Linked DNA regions of Mus musculus: all the other regions are linked to region 3. A link is a contact called in public HiChIP or PLAC-seq data. All regions are on one chromosome and are shown on one strand. Each heading gives the region's core, a stretch centred on a gene start, on an enhancer-like site or on the middle of the called end of the contact. The rest is flanking DNA. Distances are from core to core; before and after follow the strand shown.

Region 1 (4,358 bases), core at 1,704-4,203, 930 kb after region 3:
ATGGAGATGGATGTTGAGTCCTTTGGACATTTACACGGTTTTTCTGTGTAGCTCTGACTGTCCTGGAACTCACTCTGTAGACTAGGTTGGCCTCGAACTCAGAAATCTGCCTGCCTCTGCCTCCCAAGTACTGGGATTAAAGGTGTGCGCCACCACTGCCCGGCAAGGAACAGTTTTAAAAAGATATGTCCTAGCCATTTTTGTCTTACTTTTCAAACTCTCTGTTCAGATCCATAGTCCATTTTATCTTTGGGTGGCTTGTTTCCTTGAGTCTGTTTTTTGAATTCTTTTTTGTCTTTTTGAGACAAGGTTTCATTGTGTAGCTCTGGCTGTCCCAGAAATCAGAGCTTCGGCAAGGCTGGCCTCAACCTCAGAAAGATCAACTTGTCTCTGCCTCCCTCATGTGTGCAGTGGTCCTGTGTCTGTAAGATGCTGTTTCCTTGATGTGAGTATATCAAAGCTCTTACAGAATTCTCAAAGAACTAATTAAAAAGGGGGAAGTAAAACAAAACTTCTACTAAGAAAAAGCATTAAGTCGGGGTTAATCCCACTGAATGAGAGAGTAAAGACCATTACGCAAATTTTTCAGTCAAATTAAGCAAGCTTTATTTTCTGTCTGACAGGACTTTCTCTCTAAAGTGGGGGCTTGAAAAAGATCATGGAACACAGTGGGAGGTGGGATTTACATATTCCCCAAACTGCCACACTAGGGGTTTTAGAGGGTGGGAGTATTTTTAGTGGAATTTTGGTCACATAGGAACTTGGCAGAACATCTTACATTCTCAGGGTATGTTCAAGGTCTGAGTCAAACTTTACAGGGTGGGGAGCATTTCAAATTCCTGAAACAGGTTAAAGCACGGTCGACTCGAATTTTGCAGCAAAAAGAAATGAACTTGTTGTTTTAAAAACAAAATCCCAGGGGCTGGAGAAATGGCTCAGCGGTTAAGAGCACTGACTGCTCTTCCGGAGGTCTTGAGTTCTATTCCCAGCAACCACATGCTGTCTTAAATACCCTTTAACTCAAAGACCCTCCTTTCTACATCCTTATGTTCAATCCCTGGGCGTTGGGTGTTTACTCCACCTCTTGACTTAGGGTTCCTCTTGACCTATCATTGACTTTATTTAATCCTGTTAACAGAAAGCTTTTTGGATTAAAGGTGTGTCCTAGGGCTGAGCCACAGCACAACAAGGTTTTTCTAGTTCACAATCTTGGGGTTCACAATGTGGTCAAATGTCCTGCTATGTGAACTTCTTCCGACCTTATAACAAAATGTCTTCCCTCCTTAAGATGGAGTCTGGCTGGCCCATCATTTCTGCCTTGCCTTGTGTGCCCCTTTCAAATCCTTGCCAGGGAATGATCATTTATATCTGTTGTATAGGCTGATAATGTCAATGGAAGCCAAGTATTTTACCTTTTTCTATTTGGAAAGAGACAAAATTTGTATTATGCCTAGGGCGTCTCTATGTCTGACTGGTTAGCATAGGAAGAATAAATTATTCTTAAAATCATCCTCTTTGTTCTGTATAGAGCAGGTGGAGTGCTGTGGGGCATTGGGCTATACACAGACAATCTGGTCTCCAGTCGAGCTGAGGTCTGAACCCCGGGACCCGGTGGTGATAATTCACCTACGTGGAACAGAAGGAGTTCTCTCATATCTCCTGGATTCAAGGCTCCTGTCGAAGTTACCGCCCTCCACAGCCCCCACAGGAGAGGCGTGGCTAGCAGTCACATAGACGCTGTCCCAAGCTTCTGACCTTCAGGAAAGACTCCTCCCAGTTACAGTAAAGATAACAGCACACCACCATAAGAGGGGCTGCTTGGCCCCACCTCATTCTCTTACTCCTCTTACTCTCCTTACTCTCATCTCCTCTCCTCTCTCTCTCTTACTCCCTCTTACTCTTTCTTACTATCTAGCCTTCCCCCTCTCCCGCTCCCCTCCTCTTGGCCATGGCTGGTCTCCCCCCCTCTCTCTCTACCTTCTCTCTTTCCCCCTGCCTTTCTATAATATAGCTCTAAAACCATAGACTATCTCTGTTCATCAAGGCCCTCTGCGCTTACTCTTGCCTGCGTGGAAACCTCTCTCCCTCAGCCCTCTCTCCTATAACCCTGGGGGCTACAAGGTGTTGCCTGGGGGGGGGTTTCCCGGTAGGGGGTTGCCCCTTGTCTACCCCCCATCGAGTGGGGTCCGTGGCTTAGATGCCCACCTGGGGATCTAAGTGGAAAGCATCTGGCAGCCCTCCCGCATCCATCTGCCCAGAGCATAGGAGGAACTCTGGAGGGATGTAGGCTATCCTCCCTTTCCCTCCTTCCCCTACCCCCTTTAGTTCCCACAGAGTGCCTTATCATATTGTAGAAATATTTTAGCTAATCAAACCTGCTGATAGATCTTGGTCTATTTTTTTTTTAAACAGGTATCTTTTGACAGTGAGGGAGCCTGGTAGGCCAGTGGGTATTATACATAAGTAATTGTGTCCATCTTGTCCTCTATGCCAGGGAGTTTCCTTTGGATTAACATTCCAGCCTTTGATGAGGATAAGGGGCAATGCATTTGATTAACTACTTAGCTGCTGAAATTAGGATGGCGTCAGGGCCCAGGAAAGCTGGAATATTAGCAGAAGGCCGGAAGGGGATTAGGGCAATAGGGCACTGATTAGGAGCATCTGGTTTGTTGTCCCATGTAGGCTTCGATTTTTTAAAACCTGTTTTAAATAAAAGTTCTTGAATGCTTTAACCTCCCTTCTAGCCCACCACCCACCAGAGGTAGTGGAAAAGAAAGTTATTAGGATACAGGGGAAGTGGACTTGTTTAGAAATTGTTCTTTGGAGCAAATCCCATCTGCATTGTCAGGAAATTAGCACATGAGTCAACAGAGCTCGATACACTCATAAACACTTCACGAATATACTAGCAGTCCAGTTCAGTAGTGTCAGGATATCAAATATGAATCATCAGTGGTGGCCCCACCCGGCAGAAACAGCCAAGCCTCAGTCAAATTAGCATCAGTCAGCAGGAGCAACCAGGACCAGCAGGGGCGCCAGAAGTTCTTTGTGCCTCTCTCAATGAAGTGAAGATCAGTAGAGACCAACAAAGCTTGCAAGCCCGCAGTCACTGTCCATTAGATCCTATTTATACTCCCTCCAAACATCATGTGTCCTCCAATGGGTTTTGCTTCAGCACGTGAGTCTGTCTTAGCAAAACTCCACATGAGACTGTATCAGCCGACATCACTCTGCCAATCGGCCTGAGTCTGCAGAAGCTGCAAGAAGCCACCAGAACATCACCAGAAGTTTTTCTATGGAGTCCTGACAAAAGATGACCAATAAACAATGGTAAGGCGTACCAATACCATCCAGCATTGTCCACTGTCTGCTGGGTCCTTCTTAACGTCATGCATCCTTTCACGTGTTTGCTTCAGCGAAATGTTCGTTGACATACTGACTTTCCAAAGAAACCTTAAGTTTCCACTTCAGACCCAGCTGAAGAGACAGGGAGCAATCACACCCATTAGACTGGCTTAGATCAGTTTTCAAGGCCAGGGGTTTCTGGTTTTGTAGGATTACCTGGGGCTAGCATGTGCAGATCACTTTTGAAACAGTTTACAGTCCACAGTTGATATCCGGATTGCATTTATTATCCAAGTGGATACAGACTAGGGACAGAAGAAAACTTTTTTTTGGGTTAGGGTCTCATTATATTACCCTGGCTGTCCTAGAACTTCTCTGTAGACCAGGCTGGCCTTGAACTCAGAGATCCACCTGCATCTGCCTCCTCAGTGCTGGGATTAAAGGCGTGCGCCATCTTCCCCTCAGCCTTCCATTCCCTACCTCAACCCAAATAGTTATTGACCATTTTCCAAGTTATATATGCAGTATGTTGTAGTAAGTTAAAATTACCCAAGTAAACACTTTATGTAATAAGTTCTTTCTCCCTTTCTTCCTTTTTCTTTTTCTTTTCTTTTTTTGTTTTTGGTTATTTTTCTGAGAAGATTTCTCTGTGTCCACCTTGTAGACCAGGTTGGCCTCAAATTTGCTGATTTCCACCTGCCTCTGATGCCCTAGTGCTGGGATTAAAGCACTAGGGTGACTTATCACCCCCAACACACCTGCCACCCTCTACCCCCTCAAAATAATTATTGACCATTATCCAACTTATATATATAATATGTTGTAAGTTAAAATTATCCATGTATATATTTTTAGTTATCACCCATGTATTATAATTTTTTTAGCTGTTTTCTTTTTTTAAAGATTTATTTATTTATTTTATGTATGTTAGTACACTGTCGCTGTCTTCAGACACACCAGAAGAGGGCATCAGATCTCAGTACAGATAGTTGTGAGCTACCATGTGGTTGCTG
Region 2 (4,918 bases), core at 2,190-4,689, 810 kb after region 3:
CAGTGCCTCCCCAGAGCATGTCTTTCTTCTCCATGCACCCAGATTTTTTGATACTGGCTCTCATATAGCCCAGGCTGGCCTAGGGAGATCCTGATCTTGCCTCTACCTCACTAGTGGCATGTACCACCACACAAGGCTCACACACACTAAGCCTTTCACCTTTACCCAATATACAACACTTGTCTGGCTCCTGCTTATCTCTCTGATCACTTCTTAAAATAATTTTTAAAAGTCCTCCTTGTAATCTTTTGGTTCCAATCCAACCTCACCAAAACTTCCTTGAGTCTCCTGCCATCATGCCTTTCCTCCTCCATACTGTGTGTGTCAGCTCTGACACCATCCCCTTCCAGAAGCCAGCCCTCTACACATCCCCAAGACTGGGTCATATATATCCTTCTGGCTCCCTCAGGCCCTGAGTTCTCCACCCTAGGCCTGTTACCTTGAGTCCTTGAATCACTCTTGGTTTCTCTGTGTAGCCCTGGCCATCCTGGAACTCACTCTGTAGACCAGGCTGGCCTCGAACTCAGAAATCTGCCTGCCTCTGCCTCCCGAGTGCTGGGATTAAAGGCATGCGCCACCACTACCTGGCTGAGTCACTCTTTTCTCCACCAGAGAACTGTGTCAAGCCCTGACTTGTGTCAGCATAGGGCAGGCATCTAAGGGAAGAGTTATGGAGAAAATCGCCATAGCTTAGTGGGAAGAGGGCTTGCCTAGCATACAGGAAGCTCTGGGTTCTATCCCCAGTGCTGCATAAACCAGGCATGGTAGAACATTCTTGCAATGCCAAAACTAGGGAGTTGGAGGTAGGAGGATTATAAGTTCAAGGTCATCCTCACCTCCACAGTGGGTTCAAAGCCAGCCTAGGGCACATAGTAAGACCCTGTCTCAAAGAAATCCAGAGTGAAGGCTGAAGAGAGGGATGTCTCCACAGCAGCTCTGCCGGCATGACCTTGAGGAAGTCACCAGACTTCTCCAAGCCTTGGTTTACAGTGGTGAAGCAGTATGGACCGCCCACTGGTGACCATTCCTTAAGCTAGCCATGCACTCAAGAGGCTGGAGCAAGCAGTTTGCCTGGGTCACTTCACCCAGTGTTCGCAGGATCTCTCCTAGGGGAAAACCTACTTTTCAGAAGTGAGTATACATGAATTTACTGAGATGACAATAATGTGGCTAACACTCAGACTGGACTCTGCCTCTAGGCGCTGCCTTGCACAGAACTCTCCCCACACCCCAGCTCTCTCTCCATTTACTTTCAGGCCTGGAACAAACCCTTGAGCCCCAGGCACACTGGCCCAGTGACCTAGCATTATTAACCTGCCCTTTCTCCATTGGTTTGCGGCAGGGTCTCCAAAAGACTGACACTGGTACTTAGTGCATACAGCCCAAGGTAGGCCCTGGGCTCCCAGATTCTCCTACCTCAGACCTCCACAGTAGCTGGGAAGAAAGACCAATCCCACCCACCTACTGAAATCGCCAATTCCAGCTGAGCCAGGCATCCCAGGACCGGTTCCACGTCTACGACTCTGATGGTCACCAAGTGGCTGTAGAACCACCAGAGACAATCCACTTCCTTTTCTGTTTTCTACATTATTATTTTTGGAAGGCAGGTTCTCACAGAGCTCAGATTTGCCTCTAACACACTATGCACCTAAGGATAACGCAGGTGTTGAGACTCCAAATCATGTGCTACCACATGGGTCTATGCAGTCAAAATCTGACCCTGGAACCCCTGAAAGCTGGGAAGTACTCAACCACCAGGACATCCCCAGCCCGCCCTTCCTCACCCTTTTAAGCCAAGCCTCCTGTAGCACAGGCTAGCCTTGAACTCCCGTTTCTTCTGCCTTCAACTCCCAAGCAGGAGAATTACAGGCCTGTTGGCACCACATCTAAGTCTTTCCTTTCTCTGACCTTAAAGCCCCAGCTCCATAATGGGCCTGACAGCACTGACCTCCTACTTTTTAGCAAAAATGTGGTAAACACGCCTGACCGATCTGGGCGTGAACAACGCACTGTAGGCTTCAGGAGTGCTGGTAGTTGTTAAAGAAACTGGCTTTGGGACTCACCTGCCCGTCGATCCTGCCTGCGGTCCTCTGACAACACATACCGTTGTGTACTAGCGGTCGAAGCCTGCGGCTGTGAAGAGGCGGCTGCCCGGGACTCCTCAGCCCCAGAGCCAGCCCCCGGCCCCGCCACACCCGGTCCCAGGATGGCGAAAATAGTCTCCTCCTCCGCAGAGAAGGCGTCCTCAGCGGCGGGCCCCGCGCCCTGCGTGGAATGCGGCACGCGGGCCAGCTTCTCCTTGGTGCGGCGCTTGAAGTCGTTCCAACGCTTCTGAACCTCCTGGCCCGTGCGTTTCCAGCTGGTGATGCCGTTGATTTTGGTGGCGATGCTGTCCCACACTCGCCGCCGCTCGGCCACGCTCACCCGACGGCTCTGCGCGCCGTAGAGCTGAGGGTAGTGGGCGCGCACCTCTCGGATCAGGATCTGGTTCTCCTCGAAGGAGAAGCGCGGCTTGCGGAGTCGGGTGGTCTCCTCCGCTTCGCCCGGCGCCGCCGCCGCGGTCGCCGAGGCCATGGCGCCCCCAGACGCCACCGATCGGCTGCCTGGCGCATGGGGGGCGCCGGCTCTGCGGGCAAAGGGCGAACAGCGCTGGCGGTGGCTCGGTGTCCCCGTGTCGCCCCGACACGGGCTCCTCTGGTCCCCTGTGCAAAAGTGGTGATGGGAGCGGCGAGGTGCTGAATGCAATCAAAGGTGCTTCCTCGTAGGTGACACCCGCCCAGTGCCCATCTTGTGCTTCACGCGGCCGCTAGTGCCTCGCGGAGGAGTTGATGGGTACTGGGGGGACGGACGGTCTGGAAGGATGGAGGGAAATGAGCAAAAGTGGAAGGGAAAAGGGTGCCACAGCAGGAGTTAGAGGAGAACGGGGGCGCAGTAGAACAGGACAGGGCAAGAGTAACGGGGATGCCCAGGGGGTCGAACATGCATGATGCTGGGAAGTGATGCCAACTGGGCAATGCAGCAGACGGGGCATCCAGATCAGAGAGGAGCGCTGGGGGTTCCCAGGGTAGTGGGTGTCAGTTCTAGGGTCCCTGAGAGAGGATGTCCAAGAATAAAGATGAAATGGAACCTTCTAGTTAAGACGGCAAAATATTAAAGCTGAGGGTCTGCAGGGATTATGGGGGTGCTGGGATTGCTGGGGAAAGAAGGGGAGTTGTGGAGATAACGGGGGTCCGAGATAAGAGGGGGGACCCCCGAGGCTTTTTTTGGACTCCAGGAAGAGTGATGGAGCACAGAGGATGGGGACCCCAGTTGGGCCGCGGGTCACTCACCGTGCCGCCGCAGCCCCTGCCTGCCGGTGGGTCAGGGCTTCGGCTTCTGCGGCCTCTTCCCTCCCCCCCTACTTCTCCCTCCCCCTCTGGGCCCCGCCCCCAGTAGCATTGAGAGCCAAGACGCATGCGCGCCGGGCGAACGCGGTCTCCAGATACCCTGACAGAGCTGCGTTCTCTGAGCCGTGTCTCCCAGCACTGCGCAAGCGCAGAACTTCCCGTCGCCTTGCTTTACCAGAAGGACACAGCTGCGCAGCCGCACATTTAGCGCTGAAGTAGGTTCCCTGGGCTCTGGTGCTCAATTGCGCATGTGCAAACCTACAGCGCGCATGCGTGTCACTGGCACCTTGCCTGCGATGGTACCCAGGACTAAATCCCAGTGCGGGCGCAGTAGAGAGAGAGATGCTGAAGAGAGCGCTAGGACCAAGCGGAGTTTCTTCCCTTTGAGTAGTCCTTTAGCCTACTAAGCAAAGTCTTATTTTGAGAAAGGGGAGAAGAGCTTCATTTCCATGACAACTGCGTGGGTGGGGGCTGGGGGCGTTAGGAAACCTTGCCCACGCCCAATCCCTCCTCTGCGCAGGACCACTCGGAAACTACCTCCTACGGACTGAGGCGGGGCACCTGGAAATATTCCCCGCCCATGCAGAGGCGGTAACCATAGCAACCCAGCAACCTCCCAATGGTGCCTGGGAGGCCCCCTGTCCACAATTTGACGTCATGGCTCGGAGAGGGAGTTCAAAGGCAGGAATTTCTTGAAGGGTGGGGATGGCGATCCTAGAAAAGCGCAGAGCAGGAGTGATTCGAGAGCACCACTTGAATGAACTGGATGGCCGGATGGCAGGGTGAAAATTTTCAGTGCCCGCAGTTTCAAGGTCATTGGGTAAACGGCGCTTCGTTCATCTTTCCGACAGTTACACATAAGCTCTCACATATCCATATAAAAGGCAAATTGTGTTCACTACCAAAAAATTGTTTCTGAGGGCATCTTACTAAGTATCCCAAGCTGGCATTGAACATGCAGCAGTATCTCTGCAGTCACCAGCGAGGCTAGAAAAAAGACAGGATATGTGCGGACATTACACATAAGGAAAAGATGACATTTGTATTAAGACCCGAAGCAGAGAGGGAGGGCTGGAGCTCAGCAGTTACCATCTCTCCCGGGAACACCAGAGTTAGGATCTCTGTATCCAAAGGCGGGGGCTCATAACCATCCTTAGCTCCAGCACTGTTGCCCTCTGCTGGCACCAGGCATGGACATGGTGGACAAACATACAAGCAGGCAAAACACTCATATACATAAAAGGGAGAAAATTTCTTTTTCTTTTTTTTTTCTTTTTGGTGTGGGTGTGTGTGGTTGGTTCCTTTTTGTTTTTGAGATACGGGGTTTTTTGTTTGTTTGTTTTTGTAACCTTGATTGTCCTGGAACTAGCGCTGTGGTGGAGGATGACCCCGAAATCACTGAGATCGGCCTGCCTCAAGAGTTTGGGGACTTATTAAAGGCCAGCCACACTACCACCGGCCTAAGATTGGGTTTTAATTATGTATATGCATGTGGGTGCTGGTGCCGTGGTTGAGAGGATCTTGCAGCTGGG
Region 3 (4,900 bases), core at 404-2,903:
CTTTTTATGTTCTGGACAAACATTCACCAACTGAGCTACATCCCAACCCAGCCCCAAAGATCCCAAAGATGGGCCTTCTGTTAGGTTTTGTTTGTGTGTGTGTGTGTGTGTGTGTGTGTGTGTGTGTGTGTGTGTGTGTTGGGGATGGATTGGGTGGTTTGGGAGAAGTTTGTTTTTCTTTGGGTTTATGTCTGTTTATTTACGTGCGTGCATGACTGTGGACACATGTGGAGGTCAGAGGACAGCTCATATTACTCCCTTCTCTCCTGCCACTCTGTGGGTTCTGAGAACCAAATTCAGGCTGTCAGGATTGGTGAGGAGCACTTTCACCCAATGAGCCAAATTCCCAACCCCGTTCGGTTGTTAGAAACAGAACCTTGCTTTGTAGCCCAGGCTGGACCATAATTCAACATCTTTGTTCTCTTCTTCCTGAATAATTAGGTTTAAAATTATCTGAAAACACATTCAACTTCAATTTTTTATGTTTGTTTGTTTGTTTGTTTTGGAGACAGGATTTCTCTGTGTAACTCTGGCTTACCTGGAACTCTCAATGTGTAGACCAGGCTGGCTCTAAATCAGAAATTAGTCTCCCTCTGACTCCATCGTGCTGGGATTTTTTTTTTTTAATAATAAAAGATATTGTACCAGGCATGCCCCGTGCCTTTAGTCCAAGCATTTGGGAGGCAGAGGCAGACAGATCTCTGTGAGCTTGATGCCAGCCTGGTCTACAGAGAGAGTTCCAGGACGCCCAGGGTTGTATGGTGAGATACTGTCTAAAAAAACAAAGCTAGAACAACAAAGTGTGTGTGTGTGTGTGTGTGTGTGTGTGTGTGTGTGTGTGTGTGCTTACCCAGGGTGTCTTCAGAGGACAGAGGCTTCAGATCTCCTGGATCTGGAGTTTTTGCCAAACAGGGAGGGAGAGGAAGGGAGAGGAAGGGAGAAGGAGAGAGTGAGAGAGCAGGCAGGCTGAGGAGTCAGTACCGGGCCTAGCTGGGGTGGTGGCTGGCTTGCTGGATGCCCTGGGTGCCCTGGGGCAGAGAGAACCGTGTCCACGGCGCCCTCTGGTGGCTGTCTGAAGCATAATCAGGGCGGACCTACAGGTCTGGCAGGTTGGGGTGCAAACCTGCCCGGCAGCCACTTCCTGCAGCCCTGTGCATTCCTGAACGCCACTTTCCGCCACACCCCTTTCACCTCTTTTGAAAATCTGGGTACTTAAACTGTAACTAAATTTCCCTTACCTGCCACGGGAGCCCGAACTCCGGTGGTTCTAGTACCTTACCTCGGGGACATAGAGTAACTACTTGACTTTCTGTTCTTAGAAGACTCAGCTCTCTGACTCCCCTATGAAGAAAGACTGACAGCTTCAGCCACAATTCATGAAAGGGTGCCTTGTCCCAGAGCCCTACTTGCGGAACCACCTCTTTTCTCAACACCAATAAATCCAGACTCTAGCCCTCCTCTCTCAGACCCAGGGGTCTAGTCCCAGCTCTCCTCCCTCAGACTCTACAGGCGTCCAGCTTCAGCCGTCCTCCCTCAGACTCTCCAGGCCGGCCCCTTTTACCTACAGTCCCCTCCTGGTCCTCCAGGACCTGCCCCCTGCTCCCTCTTGGTCCCGCCCCTACCTGGAGCCTTTCCCCGCCACACCCCTCCGTCCCAGTCCCAAGCCACCCGAGGGACCCATGGCTGCGGCGGCAGCCCCGCGAGGGTGGCAGCGGGGCGAGCCACGCGCGCTTAGCCGGGCGGTGAAGTTGCTCCAGCGCCTAGAAGAGCAATGCAGGGATCCCAGGATGGTCACGGGGCCCCCGTCCCTGCGGGACCTGCTGCCCCGCACCGCGCAGCTACTTGGAGAGGTGGCAAAGGCCCGGCGCGAGGCCAGGGAAGACCCCGAGGGTCCCGGTGGCGCCGATGACTTTCTGGCCATCTACCTGGCCAATCTGGAGGTCAAAGGCAGGCAGGTGGCGGAGCTCCTGCCACCCCGAGGCAAAAAGGACGTGAACCAGGATGTTTTCCGGGAGGGCTCCAGATTCAGGTGAGCGCTAACCTACCTCAGAGACAAGTCACAAACTAGTGATTTCCGGATTGTGTGCCACCAGCCGCCTGTTCCCTCAGACCCAGGGGTCCAGGTTCCACCCTCCTCCTTCAGACCCAGAAGTACAAGCTTCAACTCTCCTCAATCAGACCCAAAAGTCAAGACCCTTTATTCCATCAGACCCAGGAGTACAGGTCCAGCCTTCCTCCCCATTATTCCCCCCTTTAAGCACCCTTGCCTCCAGGCCCCCTTTCTTCCTTTTGTAGATCAGCTTGAACCTGGGGTGCAGGCGTGTGTCTCTCCTAGAAGAGCAAACTTCAGCTGGGCAGTGGTGGCGCACGCCTTCAATCCCACTGGGAGACAGAGGCAGACGAATTTCTGAGTTCGAGGCCAGCCTGGTCTACAAAGAGTTCCAGGACAGCCAGGGCTACACAGAGAAACCCTGTCTCGGAACAACAACAAAAAATAAAAGAGCAAACTTCCTGTTGGGGAGGCAGGATGAGTTGGACCCACCTGTCCAGCCTGAGAAACAGGCCAGCCCCCACTCCCACCTCCACTTCCACCTGTCTGGGTTCCAGCAAAGATGTCTGTTCCAAGGATCTTAGACGTGCCTGCCCTCTGGCTTGTGGGACAACTGCATAGAACTGGAGCTGGAACCCAGAGCAAGGTCTAAACTGGTGATTTGGGTCTGGCTCCCTAGCCTTGTTGTGACTTGCCTGAATAAATAAATATATATATCACATATATATATATAGTATAATATATAGAGACACACATGTGCATATATATGTGTATATATATGTATGTATGTGTGTGTGTATATATAATGAAAATACATATCTCTTTTTTCTTTCTTTCTTCCTTTCTTTCTTCCTTTCTTTTTTTCTTTCTTATGTAGTTCCAGCTGGCCTTTAAACTCGATCTGTAGACCAGGCTGGCCTCAAACTCACAGAGATCCACCTCCCTCTGCCTCCTGAGTACTGGGGTCAAAGGGCTCTGGCACCACAATCAGCCCAGAGTAATAAACTGGTTCTCTTGTTTGGTTGGTAGATTGGTTGGTTGTTTTTGGATCCCATTTCTCTGTGTAGCTCTAGCTATCCTGGAATTCCCTCTGTAGACCAGGCTAGCCCAGAACCCACATAGATCCACCTGCCTCTGCCTCTGAGAGTAAAGGCCGTACCACCACTGCTCAGTTACAGATTTCTTTTGTTGTTGTTGTTTTTTGTTTTGTTTTTGTTTTGTTTTTTCGAGACAGGGTTTCTCTGTATATCCCTGGCTGTCCTGGAACTCGCTTTGCAGACCAGGCTGGCCTCGAACTCAGAAATCCACCTGCCTCTACCTCCGGAGTGCTGGGATTAAAGGCGCGCGGCACCACGCCCGGCTAGATTTCTTTTTTATCACTTGGAATTAGCTTTCACTGTTAGTGTGCATACACTGGTCAGAGTCAGAAGACAGGTTGCCAGTGTTTTTAACAGCTGAACCAACTCTAGCCCCAATTGTTACAATTTTTGTTACTTCTTTCAGCCTGCCTTGTTGCAGTCTGGTGTATATGCCACAGCTAAAGCACCTGCTAGAGAGATGGCTTTGGGAAGTGGTTCTCAACCTGGCCATCCAACCACCCTTTCACAGGGTCTCCTAAGACCATGGGAAAGCACGGGCGTTTACATTATGACTCATAACAGTAGCAAAAAGGAAGTAGCAAGGAAAATAGTTTTATGGCTGGGGTCACCAGAACATACAGAACTGTATTGAAGGGTCTCAGCCTTAGGAAGGCGGAGGAGCACTGGCTTAGAGGCAGAGGGCTTTCTGCTCTAGCAGAGGACCCAGATTCCAGCGCCCAGGATGGATGGCTCATAATCACCTGTAACTCCAGCTCCAAGGGATCGGACACCTCTTCGGACCTCCTCAGGAATCCACACTCATGTGCACATATCGATTTACACACACACACAGAGATACACACACATGCATGCACACGTACACAGAATTAAAAATAAAAGTAATTTTTTTCTTTTTTTTTTTTGGTTAATATTTTTTAAAAGACTTATTTTTATTTTATGTAACCCCTGAGCTCCAAAAGTAAATCTTAAAAAGAAGAGGAGGAGGAGGAGGAGGAGGAGGAGGAGGAGGAGGAGGAGGAGGAGGAGGAGGAGGAGGCAGGCCAAATGGTGGTGCATACCTTTAGTCCCAGCACAGGTGGATCTCTGAGTTCAAGGACAGCCTGGCCTACAGACTGAATTCTAGGACAGCCTGGGCTACAAGAGAAACAGCAGCAGGTCCTTTAATTGTGGAATATTGTAGCTGTTTCAAAAAACCAAGCAAACCAAAGAACCAGCTTGTCACTCTAGGCTGAATGTGGTGCCAGAGCCCTCTGAGCACTCAGATCTCAGCACTCAGGAGGCAGAGGCAGGCAGATTTCTGATAGTTTGAGGCCAGCCTGGTCTACAGAGTGAGTTTAAAGGCCAACTCAAACTATATAATGAGATATCGTCTCAAAAAAAAGGGTGGGGGATGGGGAAGGTAGCTTCCTGTCTGAGCCAGCCAGAGTTGCTGATGGCAAACTCATTGGGCTACACAGCTCTGCATTCTGGGAAGCGAGGTTGCTAAGAAACTGTCAGGAGCCCTACAGACCTGGCCACGGAAGCTATTAGTATAAATGAGAAATATAATAAAATCAGCATGCACTGAGTGCTAACCCAATATAATATGCAGGGTTTTTTTGATTTTGAAAATGCTGGGGATGGAACCCAGAACCCTAAGCATGGTAGGCAGGGGCTTTTCCACTGAGCCACGCCCCCAAACCCTCACTGGGGGAATTCTAGGCAGGGGCTCTACCACTGAGCCACGCCCCCAGCCCCTCACTGGGGGATT

What was found. HiChIP or PLAC-seq counts read pairs in DNA pulled down with a chosen protein or histone mark.
Region 1: a contact with region 3 is called in a FOXA1 HiChIP or PLAC-seq map of pancreatic cancer cells. The contact joins the enhancer-like site here to the promoter of Cblc in region 3. A contact is called at or near these places in 3 of 39 promoter capture datasets (cranial neural crest, hippocampal neurons and pre-B cells), 1 of 115 datasets of contacts at active chromatin or transcription factors (pancreatic cancer cells) and 1 of 9 other capture datasets (pancreatic islet).
Region 2: a FOXA1 HiChIP or PLAC-seq map of pancreatic cancer cells shows a contact between it and region 3. The contact joins the promoter of Mypop here to the promoter of Cblc in region 3. A contact is called at or near these places in 7 of 39 promoter capture datasets (the HPC-7 cell line, cranial neural crest, hippocampal neurons and 3 more), 1 of 115 datasets of contacts at active chromatin or transcription factors (pancreatic cancer cells) and 3 of 9 other capture datasets (liver, macrophages and pancreatic islet).

Annotation. Positions count from the first base shown.
Region 1 is chr7:18,861,631-18,865,988 of GRCm38.p6, reverse strand. It overlaps a transcript of Mill2 not described here. Among named protein-coding and RNA genes, the nearest start is that of Pglyrp1, 21 kb to the left of the region's middle. Within about 2 kb of position 2,953, at least 12 of the 459 cell types and tissues checked have an H3K27ac peak or open chromatin away from gene starts, as enhancers often do. A contact at or near this core is called in pancreatic cancer cells, where this site is marked.
Region 2 is chr7:18,989,766-18,994,683 of GRCm38.p6, reverse strand. It overlaps Mypop (Myb-related transcription factor, partner of profilin), which reads right to left and starts at 3,439. Exons shown (of 3, transcript NM_145579.3): 1 at 3,330-3,439; 2 at 2,064-2,852. The coding sequence starts at 2,574.
Region 3 is chr7:19,793,562-19,798,461 of GRCm38.p6, reverse strand. Cblc (Casitas B-lineage lymphoma c) reads left to right here and starts at 1,653. Exons shown (of 12, transcript NM_023224.5): 1 at 1,653-2,029. The coding sequence starts at 1,680.